Regions from separate parts of the Gossypium arboreum genome. Here region 2 is linked to region 1. The links are chromatin contacts, called in public Hi-C maps. All regions are on one chromosome and are shown on one strand. Each heading gives the region's core, a stretch centred on a gene start, on an enhancer-like site or on the middle of the called end of the contact. The rest is flanking DNA. Distances are from core to core; before and after follow the strand shown. Region 1 holds the start of LOC108482432 (stigma-specific STIG1-like protein 4). Region 2 holds the start of LOC108483384.

What was found. A called contact is a pair of places that touch in the nucleus more often than the background predicts.
Region 2: a Hi-C map of leaf shows a contact between it and region 1, with 1.5 times the contacts expected there. The contact joins the promoter of LOC108483384 here to the promoter of LOC108482432 in region 1. A contact is called at or near these places in 2 of 5 Hi-C or Micro-C datasets (both in leaf).

What each region holds. Positions count from the first base shown.
Region 1 is chr1:110,015,918-110,023,354 of ASM2569848v2, reverse strand. LOC108482432 (stigma-specific STIG1-like protein 4) reads left to right here and starts at 2,919. Exons shown (of 1, transcript XM_017785564.2): 1 at 2,919-3,814. The coding sequence starts at 2,948. The coding sequence ends at 3,610.
Region 2 is chr1:110,222,740-110,230,176 of ASM2569848v2, reverse strand. LOC108483384 reads right to left here and starts at 3,225. Exons shown (of 22, transcript XM_053030281.1): 1 at 2,940-3,225; 2 at 2,607-2,825; 3 at 2,015-2,045; 4 at 1,678-1,862; 5 at 1,120-1,279; 6 at 740-836; 7 at 325-494; 8 at 1-120. The coding sequence starts at 3,053.

The sequences.
Region 1 (7,437 bases), core at 1,670-4,169:
TGTGGACGACCGAAGCTCTGATCCACTTTGTCTATTTTGTGGTACAATAATTGTAATGGCAATGGTTAAGGACTTGGCTTAGACAAGGAGATCATAATCCATGTTGTTGGATTGGACAGACGATTAGGGATTTGAAACAACATGGACGCTGCTATGGCTTGTATAACTTGAAAACATTCGGCGGTTCTTGGTATTCAAGCAACCAACAACTCCCACCACCCCATTTTTTATTTTTATTTTTTGAATTATATTAGTAGTTAATAGTCATTTAATTATGAGTTTTTTTTCTTTTTTAATTATTTAATTATGAAACATTATAAAATGATCATCTAATTAATAACAAATGTATATTTTTAATCATCCAACTATAAAAAGTTAAAAAATAGTCGATTAACTATTCATTTTTTTCTTTTTCGGTCATCCAATTATCTTGAATTTTTGGATGTTTTCAATTTCGCATTAGTTAACTGATAACAAAAAAAAAAAAAAACCTAAAATTAAGTGGTTGAATGATCATTTTAAATTTTTTCATAGTGGGATGATTAAAAAGACAAATATATAGTTTAGGAAAATTTAATTGGATAAATTATTAGAATTGTAGTTAAGAAGAAGAAATTGTAAAAGGGTAAATCACCCAATAAATTGTTTTATTCTTGGGGTTATTGTAGTTGAGATGAAAAAATTGACTCTTTGATTAATAATAAAAATGGGATAAATTAGGCTTTACCCCCTTAAAGGTGACTGAAATAGTAAATTAGTGCATGGTTATGATTGTACTAATATTAATATTTGAAGGACTATAAGACAGTAGTGGAGGGTGTACTAATATTAGATATCAAATAAAAGAAGATAGAGATGAAACATATACCAACAAAAGATGACATATTAATATCATATTTGGTATTTAAAATTATTTGTCATTTTTTCTCACCAAATCTGATGTTACTCCATCTAACTGTCTTTCAGTTTATCTCAAATCTCATTTTAATTAAATTTTAAACTTCTATGTCCACAAATTGTCTATTTTTGCTACTGAAATTTAAAATTTTTCAAAAGTGGTTTTCTGTATATATTTTTTCATGGAATAAATTGCTTTACTGAAAAGTAAAGTAAAAATTGAGAAGAAAGAAAATAGTAAAATGATGTTTTTCATCTATATATATATATATATATATATATAAAATAAATCAGAGAAAATATATATTAAATTTCGAAATTTTATATTTTATGAAAATTTTATTTTATTTATTTTCACTTTTTAAATTTTATCAAGCAATACCAAACACATCAATAAAGTGGAAAAATAAAATATTTCATTTTAATACATTTTATGACTATAATTTTCATCTAACCAACCAGAGATTAGGATATGTCTAAATTAGTCATACCCTATTTCATTGAAATTCATTAAATATTAAATAAGGACCGCTTGAAAGCAACTTTTATGAACCTAAATCACATAGGCAAAGAGAATGAGGGGGATCACACCAACTCCCCTTCACTAATCAACTTAGATATCCCTTAATCTCATTATTCACCATCAAAAAACCAAACACCAATAGCTGCAAACTTACCCCACTTCACAGGCTTGTATCTCCTGGAGTCAACAACACATTGCAATTGATACAGATTGTGTGAATAAAGAAGACTATAAATTACTAACAACATAGATTAAATTAGCACCATTTTATATTGATATATTGCCTACACTAATAACCATATTAATTCGTTGTGAAAATAAATGTATATAGTTATTTCTTTAAATGTGCACACTTGAATCAAAACCAAAACTTCATGAATACATACAAACCACATTTAAGTTTCATATATATGGTTGCACCAAATCAAAGTTCATACATCAAATTACCCATTAGATCAAAATTCATGTATAAATTTGATATTTATCATTTATTTATATATTCTATTGCCAATGCCATGGGTTAACCGAGTGAGTACCATTTCAATTGGGAAAACCCTAAAGACCCCTTCCTTTTAAATGAGAACTAATATTATTATGATGAATTTTTATCTCATTCATATTCTTTATATAATTTTAAATAAGAATTAAAATAATATATTTAAAGATTTATAAATAAAATTTATTAAGAAAGTTTTTACGTGAAATGTATTTGTTTACTTACATCTACATCGTGATTATAACATAATGTGTTGTTGAAGTTTTTTTATTTTATTTAACAACAAAAGCATGGTTGAATTTGAATTTCATGATAATAATAGTCTTAGTTTGAACACTAATCAAGAACAGCGTAAGCTGCAAACGTAATCTATTATGGACTGTGTTTTTGTTGAAATCCGATGCGAATCTTGACCAACAACATTCTTACTAAGTCAACACATATCCTTTAAAAAATACAACCATAAATTTATATTCATCTGCTGTTTAACAATATTTACACTAAGATTTTGCCTTCTTTTCTTTAGTTCAATATGTCGTCTATCAATAAGCAATTAAAGGGTAAATAAAGAAATAAGAGAGGAAGAAATTGGTGGTAATAAGCTGAAAAATAGTATGAAATTTTTCTATTACATTACGTATTGGTAGCAATTGAAGAGTTTGCAAAAAGCATGTGACAAAAGGGCTGAGACTGCTAAACATGCTTTGAGGTCCATGGAAGCCCTCAGGTTTACCATATGAGGACCCTCCCCATCACCAGGAAAAAAGGAATTCCTTTTTTTTTTTATTATATATATTTTGTGAATAATTAGTTTAATTTTGTGTTTAAGCCAAAACTGATCACGCCCTTACACACTTCTAATCATAAATAGTTTATCAAGTACGATTTCTTGTTACATCGATTAGTGTAAGAAAAACATGAACTTCTAAATCAATCTTCCAAGTTTTACTAAAGCAGTCTACCTTTTTATTTGTATATATATAGAGTTTATAACTCCACAGGTTCATTGCAATTTTTTGTGCAATCCTCAAATGGAGTGGCTTGCTAAAGCTTTGTTTCTTCCCTTTCTGCTGCAACTGTTGGTTTTACTGCCAATTGCGATGGCAGAAGCTAATGTAAAACTGAAATGGGTGCTACAGAATGAGACTACTGATAGAGCGTCGCCGTGGCTCAGGAATGCAGCGAATCCGAGGCCAAGACCTGGTGGATGCATGTTCAGGCCGTGGATATGTGAACGGGGAGAACATCCGCCGACAGCTCGGATGCGTTGTTGTAGGAACCGTTGTGTTGACCTTAACTCTGATGATGCTCACTGTGGCTTATGTGCGCTTAGATGTCCATTTACTTGGCAATGCTGCAGGGGGGTTTGTATTAATACGAATATTAGTCCTCTGAATTGTGGTCGCTGTGGAAACCGATGCCCATTTAGGGTTCCATGCTCGTTTGGGATGTGTGGATATGCACAGCCTCCACCACGCCCTCCTCGTCCATTCCCTCCTCACCCACCGGGACCATTCCCTCCTCACCCGCCGCGACCGATCCCTCCTCATCCACCACGACCATTCCCTCCTCCTCATCCTCATCGCCCTCAGCCAACACCATGCCCTCCTACGCAGCCAGGGCCACCACCCAGGACTTGCCCTCGAGGTTTGCCTCCGCCCCTAAAAGGTGATCATTCACCATCAAGGAGTTGAAGTTGTTGAACAGTATCCAGTTAAAGATTCTACTTATATCTGCACTATCTGCTTGCTTTCTTCACAAAAGGGAAACTAAAATAAATGCCTTGTATACGTTACTATAGAACTCCCCAGTTGTTTGCATTTTCCTGAAATTTTTATTAAGAAAACTGTTTGGTGTTTTAAATCATTGTCAAAACTCAATAAATAATTGTTCTTCCATATACTCGAAACAATCATATGCAAGAGAAAGATTCTCATACAAAAGAATGCAATTGAAATGCAAAATTAATGGGACATCAATCATGATATTAGTCATTCGTGACCAAAGTATTGCCAGAGCATAACAAGAACAATAAAAAAAGCTTCCATAAAAACCCATAGGTCATATTTTTTGTAAGAGACCACATAGTTTCAGAGGTTTATATCTAATACATCCTAGTTTTCACTACTCTATAACTTTGATTCTACTGCATAAAATAAACCTAAAAACCAACTAGTAGTACTTACCACCAACCATGGGCGTAGCTAGGGGGCTGGCATGGGCCCTGGCGCCCCCCTAAAATGGAAAATTATATTTTAAATTCTTGAAATTTTTTAAAAATTTTAAATTAGTAAAGGTAAAATTGTACTTTGACCCCCCTAAAATTATAAAAATTCAATTTAATTCTTTACAAATTATAAAAATATAAACTATAAAAAATTAAAATTTCATCCAGCCCCCCTAAAAAAATTTTCTGGCTTTGCCCTTGCCACCACCTGCTTGAAATCTAAACAAAATTACAATTCAAAATCTTCCAATTTAAACAACATAATAGAAATGTAATGTAATAGGTCAATTTTGGCCTGGGTCCAAGACCCAAATATAAAACCAAAAAGAAAGAACAAAATACATTAAGAGTCCATTTTACAAAACAAACAACAGGCCCAATTTTCACATTGAAACTCAAACCCAAATGACCCAAACAATAAAAAACTCTAAAGCTCAAGTCAGCCCAAACACATAAACAAAACAGCAAACCCTAGCCTCCCTAAGAGCTTCAGCCACCGCCCCTCCTCACGCGCGTCATCACAGATGCACGCCAGCCTTCGCACGCCCCTGACACCTGCAGAAAAAAATTAAATGCCATGCGGGCAACAGTAGTAAATAGCAAAACAACAAAAATTAGAAACTAAAGAGTTGTAAAATTCGGCTATAAAACCCCGAACAACATCTTTGTACCTTTTTTTTTTTGACGAACAGACAAAATTAAATACAAAAAAGATTGAATATCCATAAATCTTCTAAAGGTGATTTTCGTTTCATGTTTTTATATTTACTTTGCTCTAAGTTTTTTATTTTTATTTTTATTTCATATAAGAAAATATAAAAAGGGAAGGAAAACTTACCGGAGTCCGTGTCCTCTTCGTCGGGAATTCCCTCTCCTGCGTCGAAATTAGCCCAAAGAGAGGGTAGAGAGTCCCTTTCTCTTGATATTCTCAGACTAGGAAAGCTTCACTTTCAGACCCATTTTAAAAAGAGCCGAAAATCTGATTTTTGCGTGGCTCCGACCACCGTCCACGGTGGAACCACGAAGGTGCTGCGACGGACAATTGGAAACCCATCGGCCTGACCTAGACTGGAGGAGGGGAGAGTTAGAGAGAGTTGAGTCTTTTTTTTAAGAGAATGGGTTAAAATGAATTTTTTTAAAAAAATTTGGGCTTAATCGTTTCAATTTACCTCCCAAGTGCCAAAACAACATCGTTTTGGGAAGGAACCCGTGACCTGACTCGATTTGTGGGGGATCCGCGTGTTTTTAAGGCCCAAATGGGTAATTTGCTATTTTGATCCTTCTATTTTTCTTGTATGTTTCAATCTGATCCCGCGATAGTTTGACATGTTGGAGATTTGTCCCCATAATTTATTCTTAATTACATTTTAGCCCATGCTGAAACGCTGCGCATAAGGGCTGAGAATATTCTCCCAATCAACCCCTCATTCTTTGCAAGTGTTCTATTTGGTCCCTATTCCTTTCTTTTTTTATATAAAATTCGCCCCTTAAATTTTATTTCATTTTTAATTCGGTCCTCGACCAGTCAAGGGATAATGCGCTTAGTAAGGTTTTGGGATATTTTCCCAATTAATCCCTCGTCCTTTTTGCGCATGTCGAATTAGTCCCTTTATTTTTTTTATCTTGATTTATCCCGTTAATTTTATTTGGGTGACAATTGGATCCTTATTTCATTTTAACTCCTTATGCATTTAATTGTTAGCCTTTTTTTCTTTATTTTATTTTAGTTTTTTATTTATTTTATTCTTATTATTACTATTTAAAATTGTTCTCTTATTTTCTTTTCTTTTTACTAAACATCTATTTATTTATTTTGTTTTATCATCCATTATTATATTTATGTACCTTATTACAAATTGCATCCCAACTCTCGTTTATATTTTAATTTGGTCTTTTATTTTCAATATTTTATAAATTATTTTTATATATTTATTTAATTACTTCTTTGTCCTTTTGTAAAGAATAATTGGTATTTTCTTTTATTTGCCTTGTTTTGTCATGATTATTATTATCGTTATCATTATTGATATTCATTTTGTTAATTATTTTATTATTAATGTTGGTATTAAAATAATATACATTGTGTGAATATTGTCATTACATGTTCTAGAAATTATTTATTAACATCTTCATATTGTTGACATTCATTAATATTGCATCTAATTTGTGTATTATTATTCCATGCTCTATGTTACCTTTTGTTTATTTAGTTTAAATCACATCGTGTATTAAGCTCCAATGTATTTGTCCAATATAGACCAATTTGTTTTGCTCTAAACAAAATAAACGTGCATCGTTAAATGTTATACTTGTTATTATTCAAAAATAAAAAGTTTTCAAAATAAGGCAATATTTCGCGTTTTGGGAATTCAAGAAATCTTACCCTAACTTATGGGTTTCGATTTTCTTGTTAAACCTAAATAGCCAAATATCCTTTTAGATTTCAAAATACATGAAGTTTCGAAAAATTTAAAGGCAAACTTGTTCTCGAATGTTCGAATGTCGCATCCCAAACTTGTTCTCGAATGTTTGAATGTCGCATCCTAACTTACGGGATGTCGCATTTCGTTATCTCAGGACGAGTGGGCCTTTGATGTTCGTTTCAACTTAATTCAAGCTTTTTTTTTTAAAAAAAAAGCTTTAATAAAAAGGGATCGTATTTTAAATCTTTTCAAAATTTCAACTTTCGCCATTAAGACATTAATTAATTAATTGGGTACCAATTTTGGGCGTGACAAGGGTGCTAATCCTTCCTCGCATGTAACCGACTCCCGGGCCCGTTTTCTCGAACTTCGTAGACCAAAATCATTTTTTTAATAAACCAAAATATTTTATTAAAATGATCAAATTACGAGGTGATCCGATCACACTTAATAAAAAAAGATTGGTGGCGACTCCATTTTCGTTTTTAAATAAAAGTCGACCTTTTTCAAAAAATTGGTTTCGACAGCTTGGCGACTCCGCTGGGGATATTTGAGAGTCAAGCTATAAATTGATTAATTTTTGTCATTTTGTTAAAATTGAAAATTTGTTTTAAATCCACGGTTGCTCCATTGCATTTTATCCGTCACTTTCGTGGTTTTTTTCCTAATATGCTTGCTTTAGTGGTAATCTTTTGATGTATCCTTGCATATTACATCTCATAAGTTGGTCGATTTTACCCTTTTAAGTGGGAGTGAGAAACTATTCCTTCATGAGGTCTTCACCTCTGTATAGGATAGTGGATCGCTTTCAGGATACATCCGTACCTACGTATTCGTGAGATTTTTATCTCCGTATAGCCATAGGGAAATG
Region 2 (7,437 bases), core at 1,976-4,475, 210 kb before region 1:
GTTCCATCAGACTGACAAGTGACCTCTTACTGTCAGCGAAACATCCATGTGCAGATTCCTTTGTTGATGATATCCGTGTAAATATGCGTGTGATGTCATTAAGACATGTAATTAGATATCCTGCAACAACAGTATCAAACAAGTTGTGCCAACTAATAAATAGAAACTGTACAGGAAGCAAAAGCAAGTTGAGCCAATCCATACTATTTCCTAGGTCAGATTAACATAAGCTGGCAATTTTAGAATCAATGCGTCAAATATGCATGCACAAAGTGATGATTTATAACATTGGCATAAAGTTGTATAAAAAAAATACAAAAGCACCTGTATCATGTGAGGGCAACTTCTGTGCACGATGGGCAATATACAGGCGACAATAGGCAGATGCTAACGGATCTCCTATCCCTCTAGTCATCATGACCAAGCGCTGAAGAGACTCCACTGGTTGCTCAATCAGAAAACGCCAACAAGGGAAGATAGCCAGCTCCAAATAACTGAAATACAATACCAAAGTGCCATGTGGTAAAAAACCTTGTTTACAAGCAAGAAAGAAATAAAGAAGCAAGGGTAACTTCAATTACTGTACAAAAGAAAAGGAAAAGGTTAAAAGAAAATATAACATAGCAACGGCAAGCAAATAAAACTAAGCAAATATGAGAAGTACGATATTGCATCAACAGCATCACCTAGAAATAGTAAGCCTAAAAGGAAAAAAAACATAATATGAAATGATCCTCACATTCGTGGAAGAAGTTCTCGAATGGAGCCAACCTTGCAAAACCAGTTATAGCAAGTTTCCTTGGCATCAATAGGAACATCACTTGCTCTAAAATTCTCTGCTATAAAACCAGAAAAGGTTTCAAAAAATCAATCCAGTTACTACATTAAGAAAACACCAAAAATCTACGGCAAATCTAGGTTTAAACCCAACAGTCAACCAAACAGATGAAAACTGAAAGTAAGAGTGTAAGCACTAAAGAAATTCTATGGCGCTTTCTTCTCTAATTTAATTTTATTAAGAAGTAAAAACACCATCCAATAGGTTCTTGGTGAAGCGGACACCGAATAGCAACTAAGAAAGATTACAAGAATGTTCAAACAGATTAACGGTATACAAACCTCTCAAGGAGCAAAGTCTGGCTCCATCTTCAGCAAATTCAGCTTTCTGCCTAATGCGTTCCCATACCATGTCCCCAAGCATGTTCAGTACATCCGTAACTAGGACAAACAATGTTGGATAAAAATTTGAAACTGATGTATCCATTAGAAGCCTTGCAACCTGCAAAATGGAGAATTTAATTAATTGAAAGCCATAGTTCCATGAATCCATATGCAAGCAAAATAAAAGAATATATACCCCAAACTCAAATTTTCACATCAGATTGATATTAGTTGCTAAGTAAATCAACTTCATAAAGACAAAAAAGTGCATAACATTATTTAACTATTTCATATAAATGAACAAGAGTAATCGAATCCCCTCATCACCTACATGAAAGTGTTAAAGCTTGGTTTATTACGTTGATTATATTCAGAATTTAAGACTCTCATATGATGAAACATCAATATAACTAATTGTATGAGCTTAGCCAACCATGCAGACATTCGGTCCTTTCTAGACCTGTATTTTATTAGCTATTAGATGGAGCTAAAAAGTTAAAATTAGGGAATTTTCACCTTTATAGATAACTTCAAAGATTTTACACGATCTTCACTGTGCCAACCACGATTTATTTCATCTTTCAGTTCATGTAATCGTGATACATATTCCTGCTGAGTGATAACCTTGGTATCCGTCTCTGAAAATTTTTGTGGATCATCCAGTTCTTCCAGATGTGTGCTACTTGAAGATTTCTCATGTGCTACAAATTAGTCTCATGAAATAGCTACAATCAGAACATAGCTCAAGTAAATGGAAAATAAACAATTACAGCACCAAGCTGACTACTAAAGCCTAAAGGTACATAACTAAACTAATAACAAAAACAAATTAAAAGGAATAGAAACTTTATACCTTTTCCACTTCTCACTATTGTATTGGACATCTGTGAGAAGAAGAATGTCTCAACGTCATCACCAACAAAAAGAAAAAGAAACAGAAAGTGGTATAGTTTCAAAATCTAATTACTAGGTGGCACATGAAAGAGAAACATATCAGAAACACCAAATATTCTCTACAAACCTCATACAGAAGCCAACAGATATTCCCCCATCTCACATTGGAGTTCAAAAGCTCCACAACCAAGATCATATGCTTGTCACATGTCAATTTAACTATAAACAAGAATTTTAATACTGAATTATGGCCATCTTGATCTTATATACTAGCTATGGAGCTTAAACTCCACGAGCAGGTTATATGCTTGAGTGACACCAAAAGAGCTGCTTAAATAGACAAGTCACAAACATATACTCGCTTCTGCCGATTTTAAATTCCACCACAGCATAAAAATCCATCAAATCATTAAGTTGCCATAATTACACAAATTTACACGTTGCAAGTATTTAGTGATCCAAATTTTAACATAATGCCGCCATAACTAAACCTAAGGTCTTAAATTATCAAATTAGAAATATAAATTCGCAAATAAAATCAATTTGCTTACAGAAGAAACTGAAATCATTTTGGAAACAGGAAATCTCTGCATTAAGAATCTCTTAAAAGAGGTCCACTCCTTTGTTTGAACTGGGAAAGAATCGTCGTTTCCATTAGAACTACTCTCAAAATCGTGTCCGTCGACAGTTTCAACCGATGCATTAGAATCAGGTGCTCTAAGCGGATCAAAGAACTCCTCGTTGTTTCTATTTTCCTCGTTATCATCAACCTAAAATCATGGATTCTTAAAATACAATTAAATAACTCAAGAAGTGCTAGAGGTTTTATTATAATCCGAAATACAAGAAAAAACGAAAACGAAAATTAAGTAGAGAATTTGAACCTGGCGGAGGATTGACTGAGGAGAGGAGGAAGAGAAAGGGTGGATATCGGCGCGTGATCGAGGAAGCGAGTGGGACTGCTCTTCTGCGACGTAGTTTCGAGGTCTGAACTCCATTGAAATACTTGCTCTCTCAGCAGAGCTAAGCTAAGCTTAGAGAACAACGAGATCAATTTCTTTTCTTTTCTCTCTTTCTCTATCTTTTTATGAGACGCTAGGACATTAAATTCGGTTTCAGAGTTTTCGAACCACTTGAAACGCATCGTTCTATATCCTTCCTGGGAATTTTAATGGGAGGCATTTAAAAGCGTTTTTTGGAAAAAAAATTTATTAAAAGATAAAGTAAAAATTTTAGTTTTTCTCAAAAGTATTTTTAATTTAAGAATATTTTAAAAATATTTTTAAACTAATTCTTAATATTTATGAGTTTTTGAATGGGCCGTTCTGTACATTTTAAATTTCAATAATATTAATAATTAATTTTTATTTCATGCGATACACAAATTTAAGGATATCTATTAATTAGAAATCGCGCAAGTATAAATTTATCTATTAATTGAATTATATTATATAATTTGTTCAAATTTTGTGTCAATTACTTTAATATTTCAATATTACTCTAATTATGAAATTAATACATAAAGGTATAAATAAATAAATTTTAAGTATTTGATGAGACATTTTCATATAATTATTTTAGACTATATCTTATTTACATTTGCATGGTTTCCGATATTTTTATATGTTTTAAACTCATTTTTGTGATTTGAATTTTTTGTTTATATTGTAAATATTGTTTATTTTTAGTGTTTTTCATGCATTTAGTTTCAATAAAATATTTCATGTGGAATTTGCAGGTAAAATAAGTTCGGGAAGAAGATGTCAATACATGGAACCATGAGACAAGATTAAATGCACTAAGCCTAAAGTTGATCCAAGATGATGAGTGAAAGTCCAAAGCTCAAAGATTAAAAATTTGTAATTTGAACTCATTCAGAACTTTCAGTGGGAACACTTCTTAGTGCTTCGATTTGGGTGTACCTTATATTGGCGGAAAGTGATTTGAAGATCTATTCAAATATTGGAACACCAACACCAAAATGTATCAGGAAAAGATCCAAAAGTAAAGATAAAGTTACAAGTTTCACATTGATGGACAGTTTTGATGCATTTTCGTGCTTCGCTCATATCTCCTAGCACAATTAGAGTTTGAAGTTGAATTTTTAACAGCATATAGACAAGACACAAACCATCAATCAACTCTCTTGGACTTTTCCCATTGAGAGACGTTTACTTGGACAGAAAGAGTCATTTTTCACAAATCTCTATAAATTGTCTTTGGTTTCAGCAGAGGAGGTATCTTAAAGTTGTGTTCAAGATCATTTGCTTGTTAAGTTTTTGTTTGTTTCATTATTCGTGTAAAATTTCAAGTTTCTTATATCTAACTATTTCATTTAAGTTTGAGTTGTTTACTTTTATTATGTTATTTTAAGTTTTCAATGCTGAGGTGAAATGGTGAAACTCTTGGGAAATATTAAGGCAAATTCCATACACATCACTAAAAGTAATTATCAATAATTTGTTATAATCATATTTGTAAAGTAAGATATTTTATATGTTATAGACAATATATGACACAATGAATGCTTGGATAAATTAACATTGATTTGTTGTAGACATAAAAATTGACATAATAAATATTTGAATTGTTTTCAATAAGTCTTGAAATTATCAAGTGAGTTATAATATCATATGTTATATTTTTGGATTGAACTTAAATAGTTGAACTATCATCTTGCACCATCCTTTGCTTATGGATTCATTTGCTAAACTCTTGGACTTATTGAACAATCATTTTCGACACTCCATTAATGGACATACCTTTGCTCATAGATTCATATGTTTAATTAGTGGACGTATATTGGTAGATCATTCGATTGGGACCTCCATTTATGTGTGGATTCTAATTTTGTAATAACATTTAGTATTAAAATTTAATCTTAATATGACACCAACAGTTGATCCTCTAACCTCAGCATATTTTCTTCCTGGTATTTGCTTATTTTTATTATTAGTTAATTTCTTGCTTTGACTTTTTATTTCTAGTGTTTCTAGCTATTACTTTCATTATTAATCCTTATTCCAAAGTCAAGTGTTAAATTTCTGTTCTAGCCTAATACTTGTAATCTTGTAAATTCTAATAAGCTTCTTTGTGGATCGACCTTAGACTCCCGATATTTTATTACTTGAATATAATTTGCACTTAGGTTGTAGACCTAGAAAGTCATTGTCTAGTTTTTGGCGCCGTTACCGGAGAAGGTAAGATTTTGATTACAAGTTTATAAGTATTCTTTTTTTCTGTATAGATACTTGACTGGTTATACATATTCAAAATTTCTTGCAAATTTCAATTGAACCATTTTTCAATGTTGGGAACGTTTCAAAGATTTGTTAAAGAGTGTTTAAGAATTAAAATAGGGGGTTTTAAAGGTTAAATTCCAATATAATGAGGTTAACAACTGGCGGGCTACACAAACGGGTCGAGTCAACCCTGCAAAAAATTGCAGCAATGTCGCGACACAGAGGTTTCGTGTCACGACACCTCTGGAAGTTTGTCGTTGTCGTGAGATCGGGGTTCGATGTTGTGACACACTTTGAAATTTTGGAATTTTGGGCATATTGTCTTTGGTATCGCGACACACGGAGTCCATGTCGCGACATCGAGTCGATTTTCTCAATTTCTTCAATTTTGGCTTTTGTGTTGCAACACGGGACTGCCGTGTTGCAACACTAACTCTATTTTTCTCAAAATTCCAATTTCTAGAATGTCACGGTTCCTATAAAACATAGATTTGATACAAATCAGAATCTAGACTAAACGGTTAGTTAGATATATAATAATTTACATAAAATTAAATATTAAATTAAATTGTTAAGTTTTACTGCTGGATTCGTCTTACAATTCCACTAACATACGTGAATACATGTTTTTGTTTCTTTTAGTGTTAGTTCATCGCCTGTCGTACCACTCCACCTTCTTCCGCTTGTCCCTTTCTTTAAATCCGTTCTTTTGACTTGCATTAATTACTAAAAATATTTCCCTTACTTCAGGATAATCATATTTATAAATAGATATTTCATTACAATATTTTTTTAGCTTTTCGCGATTTTCTCCACTCTGTTGGTGACCATATTTAAAAATTTATGTTTAACCATTAATCTTCATGGTTAATTCATTTTTTTTATAAATCAATGGTAGGCCTTGATGTAGCTACAAAAGGTCTGCCCAATAGAATGGGTATCTCTCGATCTTCTTCAAAGTCTAAGACTACAAAATCTGTCGAAATGATAAAGCTGCTTTCTTTGGCTAACACATCTTCCAACACTCTTTGCAGATGCACTGAGGATCTGTCAACCAACTGTAGTGTAATTTGTGTTTTCTTAAGGTCCCCTAACCAAATTTTTTCAAATATAAATAAATGCATTAAATTGATGCTGGCTCCTAAATCACATAAAGCTCTATTGAAATGGATGCTCCATATCTCTATGGAATTGTAAAATTTCCCGAGTCTTTTAGCATTTGGTGAACCCGTTTAGATACAATAGCATTATAGGAAATGCTCATATTAACTTGTTCACCTACTTTAATTTTCCTACGCCTGGAAATGATTTCTTTTAAAAATTTGATGTACTTAGGGACTTTATCAATTAGTTCAATTAAAGGCAGGTCAACATCTAATGTTTTAAACAAGTTTAAAAATCTTACAGATTCATCTTCATCCCATTTTTTTCTTTCTTCCAACCTTGAAGGGAATGGTACCTGTGTGATAGTAGGTTATTTGGTTAACTCTTTCTCCGACTTAGCTAGCGGTTCAATTACTTCTTCTGGTTCTAGTTCTGGTTCTTAGTCAGCCTCTCGGGTGTCTTCTTAAAGATATTCCATATTCTCTTTTGTCTCCTCTCATGTCAGAGTTTCTGGGCTCCTCAAGACTTTGCCCGAATGAAGTGCGATCGCTTTCACATGCTCATTCCCTTCCTTTCAAAAATTATTTTCAATATTGCTAGGAATGCCAGTACCAATTTGTCTTTTGTTATCTCCCATCATACTCATCAATTAGCTCATCTGATCTTCCAGCTTAGTCAATGTTTTTGTCAAGTTAGTGCACTCAAACTGCATTTGCTTCACATCTGTCTTCATTGACTGCATTTCCACATCTATCAAATCCAAGCATTGACCACATACAGTATGGTCATTTGGGTTGGCCTTTCTATAAGGAGTCTGTAAATAAGGAGGTTGATAATTAGTGTTTCTGACTTGATTAGAACTATTACCTCCTCTTTACTTTCCTCCCCATCCCAGGTTCGAGAGATCTCTCCATCTGGGATTATATGTATTTAAATAAGGGTTTCCACCCATGTTCCTTATGTAATTCACGTCATCGGTTGAATTGTTGATATAATGGAAGAGTGGTTTGTCCCCTCTATATACGGATGATTAACT